Regions from separate parts of the Mus musculus genome. Here region 2 is linked to region 1. A link is a contact called in public HiChIP or PLAC-seq data. All regions are on one chromosome and are shown on one strand. The core of a region is the stretch at or near the end of the contact, and the rest is flanking DNA. Distances in the headings are between cores, read along the strand shown.

Region 1 (2,700 bases), core at 33-2,532:
TGTGAATTGTGAATGATGTGTGTGATGTTTAATACAAATAATCGTAACTCTAATTGGCAATGAGAGAGAGAGAGAGAGAGAGAGAGAGAGAGAGAGAGAGAGAGAGAGAGAGAGAAGCTCTCTAAGGTAGGGTGGCAGAGTAGGCAGTTTCAAGGGGAAATTGACACAAGAGTCAGGAGGGACAAAAAGTATCTTTCAGAGAGTTCAAGCAGTTGTCAGGTTTTGAGACATCTTTAGAATTTTCTGGTGTGTGAAGCAGGCAGGCAGGACTTCAGGCTGTGGGATCAGCTCGCTGCCCTCTGGCTTATAACGCACGAGAGAGGAATTTGGCCGCGGGCGTCCGTGTCTGGAACACCACGGAACAGCACAGTCCGAGAGAGCACGAGGCGGCCACTCCCCGGCCGGTGCTCAGGTGCAGGAGGGTCTGCGGGAGCAGGTGTCCCCTGTCGCCGTCTCCAGCTGCTCCGCCCTCAGAGCCTCACAAGTGCGTCGCACAGCTGCCACCCCGGTGCACACGGGTGTCCGGCGCAGGTGGGCTCCGGGCAATTAACAGAGTCGGTGAACTCTCTTCCTTATCCTTTAAATTTCCAGAGACGCTGCCAATAAATATGAAAGAAACGTGTGCCTGGTTTTCTTTTGCTCTCGTGGGAAAATTCAAAGAAATGAATCCACTGCTACCCTGTCCGTCGCCTTTGGGACCCCCGAAGCGACAGCTGGAACTACCAGCGTGGTGAGCTCCGGGGCCTGATCATCTGGGCCCCGAGATCGCAGTCCCACCCACCTAGGGAAGGATGTGACAGTGTCGGGTCCTTCCAGAGGCGCTGGCTGGGCTCCAGCCGCAGGAGGATGCCAAGCCCCGGGCGCACTTCGCGCTGGCGATGTCCTCGGGACTCTGCCGGAGCCGGGCAGCCTGTGAGCTCCGGAAGAAACTACAAGGCGGCGGAGGGCGGCTGCGGGGCGGGCCGGCGTGTCGCCCTCTCACGAGGGTGTCGCGCTGAGGAGCGCCTGGCTGGTCACCCCGAAGGGCTCGCGGTGGCGGGTGGCGGCTGCTACTCACTGTGCCTCGGGTGGACAGGCACAGTTGTCCCGGTCACCCCGCGCGCAGCAGCTCCTGGGCGTCTCGCGGCTTCCGTGGCCCCGGGGACGCCCCCTGTTCCTGTCCCTGTCCCCCGCCCCCTCCGCAGCCTCTCCAGCTTGAGCGCCGGGAGGTGGAGGAGGCGGCGCCGCGGGGACTGTCTCCTCCCCACCCTTCTCGTCTCCTCCCCACGCCACCGAGAAGGACAAGGGGACTGGGCACAGGGACCCCGGCCAGTGAGCGCTTGTGTTCCGGGACCGCCCCTCCCGCGCGCTCTTTCGCTGCGAGCCCGGGCCGGTGTCGCCGCGCATGGTGCTGGCAGTAGCCATGAGCCAGGACGCGGATCCCAGCGGTCCGGAGCAACCCGACAGAGATGCCTGCGTTATGCCCGGTGTTCAGGGGCCCTCCGTGCCCCAGGGCCAGCAAGGGATGCAGCCTCTGCCGCCACCGCCACCGCCTCAGCCTCAAGCCAGCCTGCCCCAGATCATCCAAAAGTAAGAGGGAGAATGGAGTGGGGCTGGGGTGAGCCTGGGACACACACCAGGGGCCCTCTTTTGTGGCTTCATTTCCATCCTTTGCTAAACTTCGCCCGCCCCGCTTGTGTTTGAAGTGTTGTTGGCGCTCTGAGCTGGGTCGGTGTCATTCTGGCTTGTTGGTGATATTGGGTAGAACGCAGTCAAGTTATTAGTGTGTGGTGGTGGTGGTGGTGGGGCATAATTTTTGCCTTTTCTTATGTGTTCTCTTTTCTCTTCTGATGGTACTGGATCTGTTTTAACTTCATAAGCTCGAAGTTGGGGGAAATGACCCAGAGACTATTTTTTTCATCCTTCTGATCCTTAGAGACCACTGGAATGTATTACGGTGACGATGACGGGTCAAGCGTGAGTGTGAGCGCTTAGTGAAGGGTGTGTGATAAATCGCCACTGAGAACAAAACTACCTTTAGTGGAGTCAACTAGAGATTTGGGACAAAGGGAGTTGAGGGCCTGTAAACAACGCGCAAACAGTTTACAACATGGCCCTTGCAAGGAGTTCTCAGCTGCAGAAAAGGTTTCCCCTAGATACCGTGGTGAACCTCACCGTTCTTCTTTTCATTGGTTTGGTAAGCTGGGGTGGTCAGGGGTCCCAGGAAGCCCCTTATCCCGTCTGGGAAGCGTAGAGGTAAACCGCTGGTGTTTTACTCCCTCGGCTCCTTAAAAAGCATTGTTTTGACAGTTTGAGGCCTAGAATGTCGGATTGTTCGAAGGCTCTTTATTTTGCTTCAGGCTTGGTCCACCTGTGACAAAGTCCTGAAAAATAGTTTGAGTGTTTCCACAAGTCTAATTGGAACATGTAAACTCAGGAAAACTCACATGAGGAGCTGGGGTTTTTTGTTGGCTGTTCTGATCTTGGGGATTCTGTAAACTCACTACGATGCACTAAGGAAAAAAAAAGCAAACATGGAAAAGGAAATGGAAGCAAATAGTAGTCAACTCTGAATGGCTTTAAAAAGCGAGTTATCTAATAGAAAAGAGTGAAAACTCAAATTTGCCATCAATAACAGGGAGGGGGGGTGTCGCGTTTCAGGACAAAATGGTTTCCTATCTGTTGGCTGGTTGACTCCTAAAGTCCTATTTAACTTTGATA
Region 2 (2,700 bases), core at 50-2,549, 260 kb before region 1:
TAGAGACAGGGTTTCTCTGTGTAGCCCTGGCTGTCCTAGAACTCACTCTGTAAACCAGGCTAGCTTCAAACTCAGAGATCCATCTGCCTCTGCCTTCTGAGTGCTGGGATTAATGACCCCCAGCTCAGACCCTGTTTTAGAAACAAAATATCCAAATAAAAACAAGTTTCTGTGGGGGGGGGGGGGGGACCACGACGGGACAGGACGGACATTCACCCACTGGGTATATGTGGATGCCAGAGGTCTTACACTGGAATGGCTTCTTCAAGACCTTCTCTCCCTTTATTTTCTGATACTGAATCTCATTAAACCCGGAGCTTTGTTGCTTTAGTAAGACTGGCTTGCTGGCTCCCCTGGGGCTGTGCCTGCCTCTGCCCTCCCCACCCAACACTGGAGTGACAGAGCTCTCAGACCTTATGTGGAAGCCAGGGTTCCAAACTAATAGCCAACGCTTTCCCTACTGACCCATATCACGACACCCCAACCCCAAGTTTCCTGGGGGTGGGTAGGGGTGTGAGCACACAGGGCAAGCATTTATTCTCTGTGCTTTCTGTCATCTCGCCAATAGTGACTGCAAACTCTTCTCTTCCTTGTTGATAGTCACAAAAAACGTCTTGAGGAAGCCTGGGCTCATCCATCTGTCAGGAGTACCGGCTCGGGAATGAAGCTTTGATGGTCTGTAGAGCCAAGCAAAGGAAGCAACAGCACTTTGCTTGATCATTATTCAAACACTCGAATATAACCAAGCGGATGTTCTCATGAGGCTGTGCATCCATGTTCTCTGTGTGTGGATAACATAACAGCAACGGGAAATGTTCCACCCTGTGCCTGGCATGTAACAGGAACTCGACAAATATTAGTTGTTTCTAGTTGGGTGAAAAGGTGGTCTTTACAGCTATGAGAAGGGGCCAGGCCAGGTGAGGCAGCAGACCGTAGGTTTAATTGTGCCCTTCAGGGGGCCTTTGAGATTTCCCACAGCTAAGGACTCTTGACCATTCTGACTTCCAGGAGGCCTTTTAGCCTTCTCTGTGTGTGGGGGTGGGCTTTCTATCCTTGCCTGGGTTCTCAGAATCATAAATAGCCTCAGTAGAGGGAGTCCGGGGTTCTGAGTCTGCCTGTGCTAATGGATGGTCACCACACCCCCTGCCACCACAGCTGGTGACAAGGCCTTCAGCATAATGGAAGGCATTTGGGGATCTATTTTTTTCCTCTTCAGGCAGAGAGCATTACTCACCTAGGGCTGTGTGTCACAAGGAAAGAGAGCAGAAAACACAATAAACCCCGCTAAGGATGAGTCAAATTTCAATAGAGGCTCAGTTCCAAGGCAGGAGGCGGGCTGTTTCTTCTGCATTCCTGAGATTCAGATTGCAAGGAGTCCTGAACTCCCTGCTCCCTCTCCGCAGGAAGAATGCAATGGAACAACCGTGCTCCATTGTGCTATTTCTAGGTTAGAGAAACAGGGGAAAGATTGTGTGGAGAGCTGGTTTCTTAAAGTCCCGGAGGCTGGTTGGGGACCACCACGGGGAGCCAGGCCTTACCTTCCCAACCCCTTCCCCCACACCCCAGCTCTTTGTCCTTTTCTTTCTGTGGTGCCTTTCTGTGTTTTTTTTCAGCTGGCTGTAAGTCTGAGTGTGGGAAACAGCCCTGTTCTCCATCATTTCACTGTCTAAGGCCCTCCCTAGTAAGCAAACAGGGGGGGCAGGTCCCTTTCTCCAGGGTCAGAGGCCACCACTGGGCTCTGACCAACCTGAAAAGCTTTCTTCTTAAGGTGGCATGAGATTCCCCCCCCCCCCCCAGGAAGTGCCAAGAAACAATTTTATGATGACCTAGAGTCTAATTTTACACGTTCACATCCTTTCTTTTTTCAGTAAAAGGAAGAGGCGAAGGCAGGTGGCTCTCTGTGTATTCCAGGGTAGCCTGATCTACATAACAACCTACAATCCAACCAGGGCTACATAGTGAGTCTCAACCACCACCACCACCACCACCACCACCACCACCACCACCACCACCACCTCCAAACCAACACGGAAAGCTCTAAAGGAGGTTGGGGTTAAGTTCAATGTAGACAGACACTGTTAAATTCTCTCCAGATTAAGTTCAGAGATAGACAACGTATGCCATCACTGAATTAGCCCTTCTCTGTCTTCCACGAAGCTTCTTTTGAGCATCTCGACAGGCCATTGGGACAAACACCACAGAATATACACATTTTGACAGAAATGGCATACCTGAGGCCAGTGGTCCCTAAATTTGGATGGATACGACAGGCACGGGGAACTTGGGGTAATAAGTTCTTTCTGTATTGTAAGGAATTTCTCGGTTCCTAGGCGTTACATAGAAATCTCCCCAAGTGGCTCTGATGGCCACTGGCTTTGGAGCTATGACATAGGGCTATGGTTTGAAAGGAGGCGATCACATGCCAGCTACTATTTACTGGGCATTCGTTTGTTTATTTTTTTTTTAAAGATTTATTTATTGATTATATGTAAGTACACTGTAGCTGTCTTCAGACATTCCAGAAGAGGGAGTCAGATCTCGTTACGGATGGTTGTGAGCCACCATGTGGTTGCTGGGATTTGAACTCCGGACCTTCGGAAGAGCAGCCGGGTGCTCTTACCCACTGAGCCATCTCACCAGCCCTGTTTATTTTTTTTAACTGGCTGATTAAGAGCCTGTCTCACGAAAACAAAACAAAGG

Evidence for each region. HiChIP or PLAC-seq counts read pairs in DNA pulled down with a chosen protein or histone mark.
Region 2: a FOXA1 HiChIP or PLAC-seq map of pancreatic cancer cells shows a contact between it and region 1. The contact joins the enhancer-like site here to the promoter of Rbm20 in region 1. A contact is called at or near these places in 3 of 39 promoter capture datasets (embryonic stem cells, liver and stem cell-derived epiblast-like cells), 1 of 484 Hi-C or Micro-C datasets (embryonic stem cells), 6 of 115 datasets of contacts at active chromatin or transcription factors (embryonic stem cells, epiblast stem cells, extraembryonic endoderm stem cells and 2 more) and 3 of 9 other capture datasets (adipose tissue, embryonic stem cells and pancreatic islet).

The regions. Positions count from the first base shown.
Region 1 is chr19:53,676,024-53,678,723 of GRCm38.p6, forward strand. It overlaps Rbm20 (RNA binding motif protein 20), which reads left to right and starts at 1,283. Exons shown (of 14, transcript NM_001170847.1): 1 at 1,283-1,569. The coding sequence starts at 1,385.
Region 2 is chr19:53,411,047-53,413,746 of GRCm38.p6, forward strand. No RefSeq gene overlaps it. Among named protein-coding and RNA genes, the nearest start is that of Smndc1, 22 kb to the left of the region's middle. RefSeq lists an enhancer at 1-2,423. Within about 2 kb of position 1,300, at least 140 of the 459 cell types and tissues checked have an H3K27ac peak or open chromatin away from gene starts, as enhancers often do. A contact at or near this core is called in adipose tissue, embryonic stem cells, epiblast stem cells and 4 more, where this site is marked.